Regions from separate parts of the Mus musculus genome. Here regions 2 and 3 are each linked to region 1. A link is a contact called in public Hi-C data. All regions are on one chromosome and are shown on one strand. The core of a region is the stretch at or near the end of the contact, and the rest is flanking DNA. Distances in the headings are between cores, read along the strand shown. Region 1 holds the start of Hoxa10 (homeobox A10). Region 2 overlaps Gm38809 (a long non-coding RNA gene). Region 3 has its middle 5.9 kb from the start of Gm38808.

The links. Hi-C and Micro-C count contacts between places; a contact is called where the count stands out from the background.
Region 2: a Hi-C map of uterus shows a contact between it and region 1, with 4 times the contacts expected there. The contact joins the enhancer-like site here to the promoter of Hoxa10 in region 1. A contact is called at or near these places in 6 of 39 promoter capture datasets (the 3T3-L1 cell line, the C10 cell line, cranial neural crest and 3 more), 8 of 484 Hi-C or Micro-C datasets (myocytes, nephron progenitors and uterus), 2 of 115 datasets of contacts at active chromatin or transcription factors (embryonic limb bud and neural tube) and 6 of 9 other capture datasets (adipose tissue, embryonic stem cells, embryonic tail and 3 more).
Region 3: a contact with region 1 is called in a Hi-C map of the C2C12 cell line, with 5 times the contacts expected there. The contact joins the enhancer-like site here to the promoter of Hoxa10 in region 1. A contact is called at or near these places in 9 of 39 promoter capture datasets (the 3T3-L1 cell line, 3T3-L1-derived adipocytes, the HPC-7 cell line and 5 more), 18 of 484 Hi-C or Micro-C datasets (3T3-L1-derived adipocytes, B cells, the C2C12 cell line and 11 more), 6 of 115 datasets of contacts at active chromatin or transcription factors (embryonic forebrain, embryonic limb bud, forebrain and 3 more) and 3 of 9 other capture datasets (adipose tissue, embryonic stem cells and liver).

What each region holds. Positions count from the first base shown.
Region 1 is chr6:52,233,581-52,237,646 of GRCm38.p6, reverse strand. It overlaps Hoxa10 (homeobox A10), which reads left to right and starts at 2,708. Exons shown (of 2, transcript NM_008263.3): 1 at 2,708-3,688. The coding sequence starts at 2,713.
Region 2 is chr6:50,972,162-50,976,372 of GRCm38.p6, reverse strand. It overlaps Gm38809 (a long non-coding RNA gene), which reads left to right. Exons shown (of 3, transcript XR_869079.3): 3 at 2,311-2,989. Among named protein-coding and RNA genes, the nearest start is that of Gm38809, 16 kb to the left of the region's middle. Within about 2 kb of position 2,747, at least 19 of the 459 cell types and tissues checked have an H3K27ac peak or open chromatin away from gene starts, as enhancers often do. A contact at or near this core is called in adipose tissue and uterus, where this site is marked.
Region 3 is chr6:50,683,472-50,687,324 of GRCm38.p6, reverse strand. No RefSeq gene overlaps it. Among named protein-coding and RNA genes, the nearest start is that of Gm38808, 5.9 kb to the right of the region's middle. Within about 2 kb of position 1,749, at least 115 of the 459 cell types and tissues checked have an H3K27ac peak or open chromatin away from gene starts, as enhancers often do. A contact at or near this core is called in the C2C12 cell line, adipose tissue, myocytes and 3 more, where this site is marked.

The sequences.
Region 1 (4,066 bases), core at 1,459-3,958:
ACCTTGCCCAGCAAGTGCGGGCTTCTGAATCCCATACAACCTAGAAACCCATTTGGCTATCCTACAAGGCCTTGGCTAGGACTAACCTAAGTAGCTTGCAGTTGGGCACCTGGCTTGTCTTACCAGACAAATAGGCAGGGGCCCGCTGAGTCCAAGGAGAGCCCTCTAGAGAATTTGAGGGAACGGCTTGCGGTGGGTGATATGAACTCTTGGAAAATGATGGGTCAAATCATGGGAATGCACAGATGTAGGGGGTTTTGTTTTGTTTTGTTTTGTTTTACAAGATAAGTCAGAACTACCCTTGGACTACTCAGAAGGTTCCCTGTAACCCTGGAAGGTTAAGAAAGATGCTGTCTCTATCACTGTCTTTTACCTTATCCTTGTAGCCTCTGTTATCTCCAACACACTCTTCAATGGCCACTGGTTCTTTAAAAACCTCAGCCAGGGAAACTCCTTTTTGTGTGAGATCCAGACAGGGACGGCTCAGGAGCCTGGCTCACAGGCCTGCTGACCTACTAGAGCTCCTTTTCCTCAAGGAATAGTCAGCGCTCTTGGGACCCACTTTCCCACATAACAGCTTTCCAGAGAGGTATCAGAAGTGCTGGAGAGTCAAGTGCCTTTTCAAGCAGTCCCAGATTCAGGACATTTCCAGGTGGCACTGTTGAACACAGGAGTTCCACCTATCTAGTGAACAGAGCAAGGACCACGCACATCTGGAAGCTTAAGGTAGGGTAACAAGGCCTATCTGTGTGAAAATTTGCCTTGGCCTTGGGTACAGAAGCAAATCAGATAGTTAATGGTGTCTCACATAGACCCAGCTTTTATTTTCCAGAGAGGCTGTCTGCAGAGAGCTGCTGCTCATCTGAATTTCTTTCTCTCTTTCCTTTCCTCCCTTGTCTCCTTGCCTCCTTCTTCCCCTTCTGTCCCTCTTTCTTTCTTTATCCCTTTCTTTTACATTTAGATGCTCAGATACCCAGGCCTCCCACCCATCACCTCTCGAGAGACAGAGGTAGAACTGGCAGAGATTCCTCTTGAGTATTAGCAGAGGCATAGCCTCCTGGGTGTGGGCTTGCCAAGCAGCTGCAACCAACTGCAGTGTCTTGCATCTCAGAAGCCAGAGCCTAGCCTCTACCTGGTCAGCTTCCCTGTGTCCTCTCCCTCTCAGAGTGCTATCAGGGTTGTTTTTGTCCTGGATTCCTTTTGGGAGGAACCAGAATATAGCCAACTAAAAGCAAGACTCTCTCCCTGCCATTTGCAGAGGTCTGAACAATGTGGTTCAAGGGTCCTGGGCAGTCAGTAGCTCTCTAGTTCCAACTGGAGCTGGCAGGACTGGGGCATCCTGGAGACCCTGTAACCCACAGGTCAGAAGTAAAGCATCCACTATGCAAGCTCCATGGATCCTGCCGAAAAAGGTCACCTTTCCTAAGTTTGATATAAGGTCCACATTTGGGGGCTAGCATGCCGTAGGCTGACCATTTTCAATTGCCCAAAGGTAGCACCCTGGGCTCTAGAGTCTCTTATAATAGGGCCCAAACCCAGCTCAGCCTCCTAGGGAATGGACTTCCTCATCACCACCTTGTTAAAATGTGCACAGTATACGACAAAAATGGCTGGGAAAAGGACTGCCCTCGCCATGTCTTTGGGGGTAGAGTGGGGTACAGACAGGTTTGGTCAGAACCTCCTGGAGCCAAGGAATGTTTAGGCTCAAAGGAGAGCGAGAGAGAAAGCAGTGTGGCGGAGGTATTTGCTAGACACATTCTCCCAAGGTTTTCCTTCCAGTTCTGCCAGCACAGAAAGGCCAGAGACCCAAAGCCAGCATTCTAGTCCTCTAAAGGTAGAGGATGGGGAGTATGCGTTTGCCTCTGAACTGTGGTTTGGGAGGTCGGGAGTGGTGGTGGTGGTGGTGGTGGGCTCTTGCCAGTCTATTGATTTTTCACCTCACTAAGGCAGCTGTGCAAGGTTGGATGACAGGAGTAGAGAGCATGAACCGATTGATCACAGTGAAGGAGAAAAACCTTCACTGACCAGAGGATGGTGTAAGACAGTGAGGACAGAGGATCCAGGCATTGATCATCGGCCGATGGATTTCGGACAATATTCATTCTTTGTGAGATGTTTGAGGCCGTACTGGTTTACTGTAGGTTCTGGACCGTCCAAAGATCTTGACAGCCTTAGTATGACTTTTTTACCAGCCACTTTGGGAAGCCAAACTTAAGAATTGAGGCCAGCTCCAGGCCCAGAAATGTATAGGATAGCTAGCCTGCTACAGGGCCCGTTTAAATGATCAAGGCGACGGGGACTCATGGCCACTCCATAGCAGACATGGGAGCACCCAAGGTTGGCTGGGGTGCACATCATAAACACTCCACTTGTTAACAGCGCAGAGCCCAAGGGTGCTTCCAAATAGTCCCTTGCATGGGGGGGGGGGGGGTACAGGTTCAAGAGCCAGGTCCCCCAACCTCCACTTTGAGGCAGCCCCCACAGTTCCGGCCTTTGAGCCATAGGTGTCAGGCGTGCGTCTTCTGGCCCATCAATACAGATTACATATTTATATCAATCGCGGGCTCCGAGGGCGCCCTCAGAGAGCGGCCCCGCGCCTACGAAACCAAACTGGGAGTGGTCGCGTGGAAACTCTGGCTCGGGATTGGCTGCAAGCGCCCGCCGCGGTGCGGGGGGGATTGCTAATCGTATTCAGCATGTTTTGCACAAGAAATGTCAGCCAGAAAGGGCTATCTGCTCCCTTCGCCAAATTATCCCACAACAATGTCATGCTCGGAGAGCCCTGCCGCGAACTCCTTTTTGGTCGACTCGCTCATCAGCTCAGGCAGAGGCGAGGCTGGTGTTGGTGGCGGTAGCGCGGGGGGCGGTGGAGGTGGCTACTACGCCCACGGTGGGGTCTACCTGCCGCCTGCCAGCGACCTGCCCTACGGGCTGCAAAGCTGCGGGCTCTTCCCCGCGCTGGGCAGCAAGCGTAATGAAGCGCCGTCGCCCGGAGGCGGTGGCGGTGGTGGCAGCGGGGGCCTGGGTCCTGGGACGCATGGCTACGCGCCCGCGCCCCTAGACCTGTGGCTGGACGCGCCCCGCTCCTGCCGGATGGAGCCGCCCGACGGGCCGCCGCCACCGCAGCCACAACCCCAGCAGCAGCAGCAGCAGCCGCCGCCGCCCCCGCCGCAGCCACCTCAACCCCAGCCACAGGCCACTTCGTGTTCTTTTGCGCAGAACATCAAAGAAGAGAGCTCCTACTGCCTCTACGATGCTGCGGACAAATGCCCCAAGGGCTCGGCCGCCGCTGATCTGGCCCCTTTCCCGCGGGGCCCGCCGCCCGACGGCTGCGCCCTGGGCGCCTCCAGCGGAGTGCCAGTACCCGGCTACTTCCGCCTGTCGCAGGCCTACGGCACGGCCAAGGGCTTCGGCAGTGGCGGCGGCGGCACGCAGCAGCTCGCTAGTCCCTTTCCTGCGCAGCCCCCGGGGCGCGGTTTCGACCCGCCGCCCGCACTGGCCTCTGGCTCGACCGAGGCAGCCGGGAAGGAGCGAGTCCTAGACTCCACGCCACCACCCACTCTGGTTTGCACCGGTGGCGGCGGCTCGCAGGGCGACGAGGAGGCACACGCGTCATCCTCGGCGGCTGAGGAGCTGTCTCCAGCCCCTTCAGAAAACAGTAAAGCTTCGCCGGAGAAGGACTCCCTGGGTAAGCAGAGCTCAACCGAGGGCTCAAGTCAGACGGGCAGACAGACAGACAGACAGACCCACAAGGAAGGAGCAGAGGACCAGAAGCCCGCGCGGCAGCCGTAGGCCTTGGCCCAAACTGACGGCAGGCTGACCTTCTGAACTTGTTTTTAATATTTGGGCGTGGGGATGCTGTAAAAATCCACGTCCGGCTTAGGGCCCCACACCAAGACGTCCTCAGCTCTGGCCCCTGCTCACCCAGACTTGGGGGATGAGAACACCAGCGAGCAGCCCTCCTCCCGTGCTTGCACTTTCTCGTGGCCCTGAGTACCCCCAAGCCCTGGTCCTTAGCCCAGCCTGCTCAGCGCGGCCCACGCGGGGGGGAGGGGCAGGGAGGAAA
Region 2 (4,211 bases), core at 1,498-3,997, 1.3 Mb after region 1:
GAATGAATGTCTTAGGATTTGAAATAGCCAAGTTTTGGGTTTCTCAGGATGTTTATCTATGCAGAATCTCTGTTTCTTTCATGATGGTTGGCAGTTACAGTACACAGACTGAAGGGAATAGGGGGTGAAATAGAAAAATAGTTCTCATATTCGTAGAAAGCACCTGTTAGGATTTAGGGAGCATGTTTAATATTTATGAAACTCGGAAAACCTTCTGGGCAAGACAATGACTCACAGCTCGTGAAGAGGTAAACTTATGTGCCATTCTGTAACAGGTATGCGTTAAGTACCATATGTGTTCTTGACGTTGTATGTGTGTAAAACATTGTTTAGGAGTCAGGAGTCATTTTCTTTCCCACGGATATTCTTTGTCTGATGCAATGAATTCAACCAATTTCTTTCTTTTTCCTTTCTATCTATAGGAAAGAAATGCTCTTAAAACTAATATATACTAGGTCTTTCTTTACAAAAACGTTTAAAATTATGTTGGCTCCACACAATGTAATCTGTGGCTTAGGTCCCATGAAGAGTCACTTTGCCAAGTGACAAGCACATATTCCTTTTGTTTCTTGTTCGCTGAGATGACCGAACCTCTGCTCCTGGGGTGTGCACAGCCATATTGGTATGCCAAGTGCATCAGGGAGCACAGAAGTCATTTGGGAGCTAAAAGTAAGAGTTATCTGCAAACAGACACAGTAGAACTATCTTGGAAGATATGGAGTAGGGGGGCAGATGTTTTACTTAGTCCATTGGTTCTCAAGCTTGCTGGTCTTGGGATCTCTTCACATTCTTAACAGTTAGTGGTGACCAGGCTATGCTTATAAACATCATAAAATGTTCTAGATACAAGGATGCAGATTCTATTGGTCATAAAGATGATGAAAACATCGTCTGACTTCTTGTCTCCAGAAAAACTACACTGTACATGAGTAGACAGTTGAGCATTGTTATAAAGGTATTTTTAATACACAAATCCTGGAAGGGACTCAGAGCCCCCAGACCCCTGCACAGCACCATGAACCACTGATGTCACTCATTCAGGAGACAAAACAGTCATCCATACCAGTCTCCAGAGGGGTCAACCAAGACAGAGTAGTGACACTTGGCTGGTAGAGGCTAAAGAATCTCATGTGGACTGTGTCTGCCTCAGTGACAACTCCAGCCTGCATTGCAACAAGCATGCACCGTGAAGAGCCAGTGTGCAGGACATGGTATTTAGAGAGTGACCTTTTCACCTCTGAAATACTTGAAAGTGGTGACCTTCTCTTCCTGAAATGACCCTTGACTCACAGACCAGTGTCCCAGTGCTTTCTTCATGGTGTCTGCCTCTGGAAATCATTAGCTTCTGGGTGTAGTGAAGAATTTGGGGCTCAGTTGCTTCAAAGTTGCCTCAAAGCCCAGTCCTCAAAAATCCATGAACTGTGTCAGACACAGCACAAAATGCATATCCACTGAGGAAATGCTTGACTTGATATTATGTAAGTTTGAATTCAGTTAACTTTATAAATGCTCATTGAATGGATGAAAACTAAAGCCCAACGTTGACTTATGACTAGCTGTAGACTTAGAGAAGCAGATCTTGTCTTAGGACAGGATGGAAATTCTTTCCTCTTTCCAGTAGAGAGGGGCACTGGGTGGGCTCACTCCTCATCGACAGTTCTTCTGAGATTGGTACAATAGCCAGGGGCAGAGCTAGCTATCAGATGCAGGAAAGGCAGGATGCCTTAAAAGTAAAGAAAACTTAACTTTCAAATTATTAACACAAGCATTAGTCTTCATTTTTTACATGCTACAAAACCAGTTTTAAATGCATATATAAGAATATGTATGTGAAATTCATAACATTTTACAGGTTTGTTTTCTCCTTTCTTTTCCTTTTATTTCCTCCCTCCCTCCCTTTCTTTCTCCTTTCTATTTTCCTTCTGATTTTTATTTTCTTAAAAAAAAAAAAAAGAGTTTTACCATTTATCCAAGGTTAGCCTTGAACTCATGAACCTCCTGTCTCAGAGTACTAAACACTGTGGTTACTCCATGTCCTTGCCTACGATATGGTTTCACAGCTCCAAAGTGTCCAAGGATAAAGTCTGGGACATCATCAGCTCCCCCGTCAGACTTCCTTGAACAAGAGTCTAAAAGGGAGAGTCAAACAAGTGGCGCCATCAGAAGTAAGAATTTGCTGAGTTACATGTGGCAAATTTTAAGGTGGTTCTTATGAGGCTCATTTACAGATAAGAATATGGAGAACCAGAGAAAAAAGGAACTCACTGGGTTACAGAGCTAATTATGGCTTAGGTTTTTTTTTTTTTTTAGGTTTCTTTTTATGGGTCCAACCTGAAGAAACACTCTACATGGCCAAATCTAATGTTGTCACTAAAGCTGCTATGAGGAACTGCAGGCCCAGCAGAAGGCACAGCCAAGACTGAAGGCTACTGTCATGGCTGAGGCAATCACCAGCATCTTGTATGGGGAAGGATAGAGGGAGCTGAGAGGTGAACAGAGACTACTGGCTTTGGAAATAGATCCATACAGCCTCTAGCCCTGCAAAGGGCATCCTTTATCACCCACAGCAAGCTCAAGGGCATTAAGAACCTTACCGTGATCTCTTTGGTATCTACAAGATCCCTAAAAGGTAACACAGCCACTCAGCTCCCATTGCAATCTCCGTGGTTCTGAGTGGCTGGGACAAAGCCTGCTGGAGGGAAAATCTGCCCCACTTCAGATGCTCATGCTGGCTCTGACACATGCTGCAAACAAGCAGCTTCCCACTGTCCATCCATTTCCCATTTTCCTCATTTGGTTAAACCACTCACTCAGTACTGGGAGCTTCCGTTTTTTTCCCTCATCTTGAACATCACGTACTGTTCCAGCCCACAGCCAGCCACCCAGGAAGGAAGCACAGTGTTCCTGGTCAGCCATATGGCCACATTGTTGAAAAGCTCTGTAAGTCATGTTATCTGAACCCCATTAAAAAAGATCTATGAGAACTTGAGGCACACAGTGTGGTTGGTTTCATCCTTATCTCTGGTCTGCTTACCTCATAATAAATGTGAAGAGAAAAATGGGGAAGGCAAAAGAGGGCATGTAAGGACACCAGTGGGGTTGGTGACCAAGCAGAGACCTCTTCTCTTATCTCCATCAAGATTTTCTAAACTCAGTTATAACATAGCAGCTACATATGCCAGACTTCACTCCAGTTGGGACCAACTGGGAATCTAAACTTGTCTGTCCTTTACTGTAATCAACTCGCTATTCAAAATAGAATCACATGCTTATCATTTTTAATATTACTTGAAACATTTTTATTTTCCTTTCCTAACTCCAATAACATCAATTATTTTGGCGTTTATATGCAGACATAAAAAAGCTGTTGCTGTAAATGTGTCTTTCTTGGGGAAAGAAAAGAAACACACACAGCATGTTCTAGATCTTGTGTTTATACTTTCTTGAGGTGTCTTATTCCCTCCCCCAAATCTGTGCTTTAAGCCAGCTGTTTACCCTGATTTATACCGAGAGAACTAGGAAATTCTAATGAAACAGGTAAAAACATTTATAACAAAGGCTGTGATTTGCTGGGGTCTCTTCCACCTAAGAGGCAGTGTTTTTGCATTTTGTGGCCAAAATGGTTAATGAGGTATAAAGGTCAAGAGAAACTTAAGTTGTCCGTGGCATAGGAAGAAGTATTTTTCTTTTTCTTGCTGTCCTAGGAAGTTTAAAAAAAATACTCCCTATTCTAGACAGCTAGAATCTTTGATGGTGTGCATATGCGTGCCTGCAGCTGTGTGCGCGTGCCTACCTGTGCATCTGCATATGGACTTGTGAGTGGAAAGAAGGGATCATTTGCCTCACATAACAGCTCACTCTGCACACTTGCATCTGTGAGACTTGATCTCTATTCATCTCTGCTTTGGCTGTTCAGCGCTGCTCTCTCCTGAGCCTTGGGATAGGTTTGGTTTTCTAAGAACCCTGCACAACACTTTGGGCTGCAAGTCACTCCCTCTTCCTGTCAGCTAATTTTTCTTTGTGTGTCTCTGTGTCTTTAACTTCTTGATTGTTGCTGGCAGTCTCCAAGAGTGCAGAAGAAGATGTAGTTTTAGCCTGGGCTTTTCTATCTGCCTTCACTCCAGTTCATTTGAACTTCACTGTAACCTCACGATGCAGATTCTGTTAATGTTCCCGTTTTATAGGGGTCAGGGGGTGGGGGTGGGGACTGA
Region 3 (3,853 bases), core at 500-2,999, 1.5 Mb after region 1:
TGATTTCTTTCATCATGGCCATCAGTTTCCTCCAAACTTCTCCCTTTTGATCTTTCTTCCTTGATAAATTTCAGTGCTTGGAGCTCAGAATGGAGCTTAGCGCGCTCAGATTCTTTCTGTATAGATCCTGGGTTTGCAAAAGGACCAGATAATAAACAAGTATGTATTCCTTAGCCAAACAGCCTTTGAACAATCACCCAGCTTGAGTCCCAAACACAGCTGTGAACAATATATTGATAAATGGGCATGGCTGTGCTCTAGTAACGGTGGTTGGGATTCTTTGTTTTTTGGTTTTTTTTTTTTTTTTGTCTGAGATTGTTAAAACAAAACAAAACAAACAAACAAACAAAAACAGAAGGTGAGTAACATTAACCAATTTACTGCCTTTTGGTCCAGATGAAAGTTTTCTACTCAGCCTCTCAGAGGTTGACCGTGAGCCCCTATTGCAGAAGACACCACACACTTAGAAGACAGGACCTATACCATTTGAACTGAATCTCACCTAAAAGCCTCCTTCCTCCCTGTGGTCTGGCTTCCATGGTGCCAGAAGATATTATGCCAGCTACCAAGGAGGGAAGCAAGTAACAATCCTACCCAGCAGCAACACCCATGAAACAGAACAATGACCGACACGGCAGGATATCTACAAAGATGCAGCAAGTGGCACTCACGTGTGGGGTAACCAACAGCGCTCCCATCAAACTCAAGGTCCACCTGACAGGAGGGAACCATGCCTGGTACTAGACATCTAGCCAGCTTCCTTAGGCTACTGAGGTCATGGATCTTAGAAGAGACTCCACTACCACCACTTTCCTTGCCCAGCTACATTCTATATCTTATCCTCACACCCACAGGTAAGTATAGCTACCACTCCTCATCCAAGAAGCCCCTTTACAACAGATGGAGACCGTCCCAGAAAGCCACAAGTGGATACAACACAGAGATCAATGGATTGGGGAGCCCAGCCTCCAACAGATATATATCACACCACCACTTATTGCTCAAGGGACATTGTAAAAGAGGGAATGGAAAGATTTTAAGAGTCAAAATACCAGAGAGTCTGCTGTGAAACAGTCTATCATATAAATGGATGCATAAGAAAGATCTGAATAACAGAAATATCAATAGACTTACTAATGCAGAAGGGGGGATATCTCACAAGGTCACACCCCAGGATGAGTTACTACAAGCAAGTGACTGCTGGTGGGGGGTGGGGTAGGGTTGGGGGTGGGGTAGGGTGGGAGAGGTTGGGGAGCTAACCTGTCCCTGATATGAGCCTCCTAATATATATATATATATATATATATATATATATATATATATATATATATATACACACACACACACATACATATATATATAGTGTGTGTGTGTATAAAAAACAAGGATTGAGGAAAAGACTATCAAAGGGAAAAGAAACTGTAGGGAGGGGACTTAGGAGGGACTTGGGGGAAGAAAGTGAAGAGTTTACCTCTTTTTATGCAATTATATTTTAACTAAAATGTATAAAAATAAGATTAATTAGTTAAACAAAATTGGCTTCATCACAGTGCCATATCTTCTGTCACACTTGCTCTTGAGCTATTTGCTACAGTTCAGCATCACTGTTTCTGTGGGAGTGAAGGACATGTGCACACGAGACAGGAGCCCTCCACTGCTTTCTTGGGATAGGCCGCCTACACGGACCCATCCATGGGCTACTGTCCCTCTATTTAACACAGAGAGGAGTTAGTAACATTTCAGGTGCATGTGTCACAGACTTGCACATCCTAAGGAGAGACCCTCTCTGCCCTTAGCTCACATGTCATCTTCACGAGGTCATCTTACCTCGAGAACCTGATGGGGAGTTTATCCTGTTGTCTAATGTGTAGAATCACACACTCTTGCCTTTGTGAATTCCTTTCTCCTTTATTCATGTTTGTATCATTAAGTTATTTACATGGCAGCGATTAATTAATTGTTAATGATATCCAGAAAGCCATGCAATTCCTTTCAGCAGCCGTTCATAACTCAATCCAATGTTTTGTGTTTACTCTGACTCAGATGTGCCCTTAATTGAGATTTGCTGTAACTTCCTGCCGTGATGACTCAGCCCGTATGGAACTGCCACCCTATTGTTAGCTTACGAATGAGAGGAAGCCTGAAGTGTGACTCAAAATGCAAATATTAGCCTCATTTCTGTTACTTTTTTTTTTCATTTTAGAGTTTAAATAAGTGAGTTAAGTTCTTTTCAACCCTGTCTCTTTGTGAATAAAACAGAGAAAATAATATTCCCCCTGCTTACTTCACAAGGTTAATTTAATTGTCAAACATGGGTATGTAGTTTCAGGTTACTGTTTGCAAGTGTGCAATGTATCATTTTATAGGAAGATTTTCACAATATACTGAACAGAGAAAAGCCCTTGGGATCTGCCCTTGACTTCTCTGCCTAGTACCAGTTCCTCCTTATTATTAAAAATTGTGATTCATCTCACCCACTCCAAGGCCCGGGAGACACAGTGGAAAAGGAAAAGAGAGATTATAGGAGCCAGGGGCCAGGAGGAGTGCTAGGAAACACTCTGCCTCTGTGGTCACCAGCACAACCCAGCAACTACGGTCAACTGCACACTTCTCTTGCCCTCTGTATTCACATACCAGATAGACATCTTAACCTGAATGTGGAATACAGAACAGTATTTGTAAAACTATCCCCAGCCTGGTTAGTGATTTCCCAAATATTGAGCCACCCAAAACTAAAAGCAGGCATTTATTCTAAATCTTTGTCTTTTAGTTCATTTTAAAGCTGTTCTCTACTCTCCCAGCCTACCCTTGATTGCCCTGGCTTAAGCTCTTGCCATCCCAAATCTAGATTACTGTGGTGCCTAGGCTCTACCTTCCTCCCTCCTTGACAGCACCCTTTCCCAGGTAATTCTTCTACTAGGACCAGAACAGCCTTCTAACGTGCAGATCTAATCACAGTAAACTCAAGAATCAAGCAAATTCAAGATTTTGAAAACTTGCATGCTGTGCTATACTTACCCACCCCAACCTTGCCTGTCCTTTCTCTCCTCTCTCTCCCTCTCCCTCTCCTCCCCTTTCTCCCCCAACCACCCCCCCCCGCCTTCTCTCCTGCCCTTCAGCCTGTGTCTACTATACTGAATTACCCCTCGGCAAACCCTCCAAGACGTCTCCATGCTGTTGTCCAGCATGTTCCTCCTGGGATATGCTCCCCATCTGATGACTTCCTGCCTTCTCTGTAAGAGTCAGCGCAGGAGCTCTCTTCCCAGTGAATCCATGCCGGCTCCTAGCCCACAGCATAACGTCCCCTCTGAGCCTCCGATGGATGTCCCAGATGCATCTGTCCCGTTGTTCATGGATTCCTTATGTATTCACCGAGCCTCTCATGAGGGCTGAAGTCTTATTCAACACTGAGGTCCTGATAACTTCCAAAGAGCCTAGTTAGTTCTCAGATGCTTGTGAATGATGAAGGGGTGAGTGAAGAAATGAACTGTAGCAACATCACATCATGGAAAATAGCACATAGTAGTTGGTAGGGAAAGGCATTTTGTGGCTGTAATAGTGTTGAAAGATGGGAAATACAACCATTTTCTCTGGCAGTTAACATATTTTACAGCAAACCTTTTCTGAACTGTTAAAAGTTAAATTCATCTCCAGGAAATCATGACTGCTAGTGTATAATATGTCACAAGGAGAATACTTATCATACACATGAAAGCACACATGTGGGATAGTGTCATTTAGAAGCCCGTGCCCCTCTGTTCTTCCAGACCCACATTCACAGACTTCTAAACGAGCATTCTGGCTAAGGAGCAGCCAAGACACAAAACTGGGATGTTCTTTATAGTACAACAAG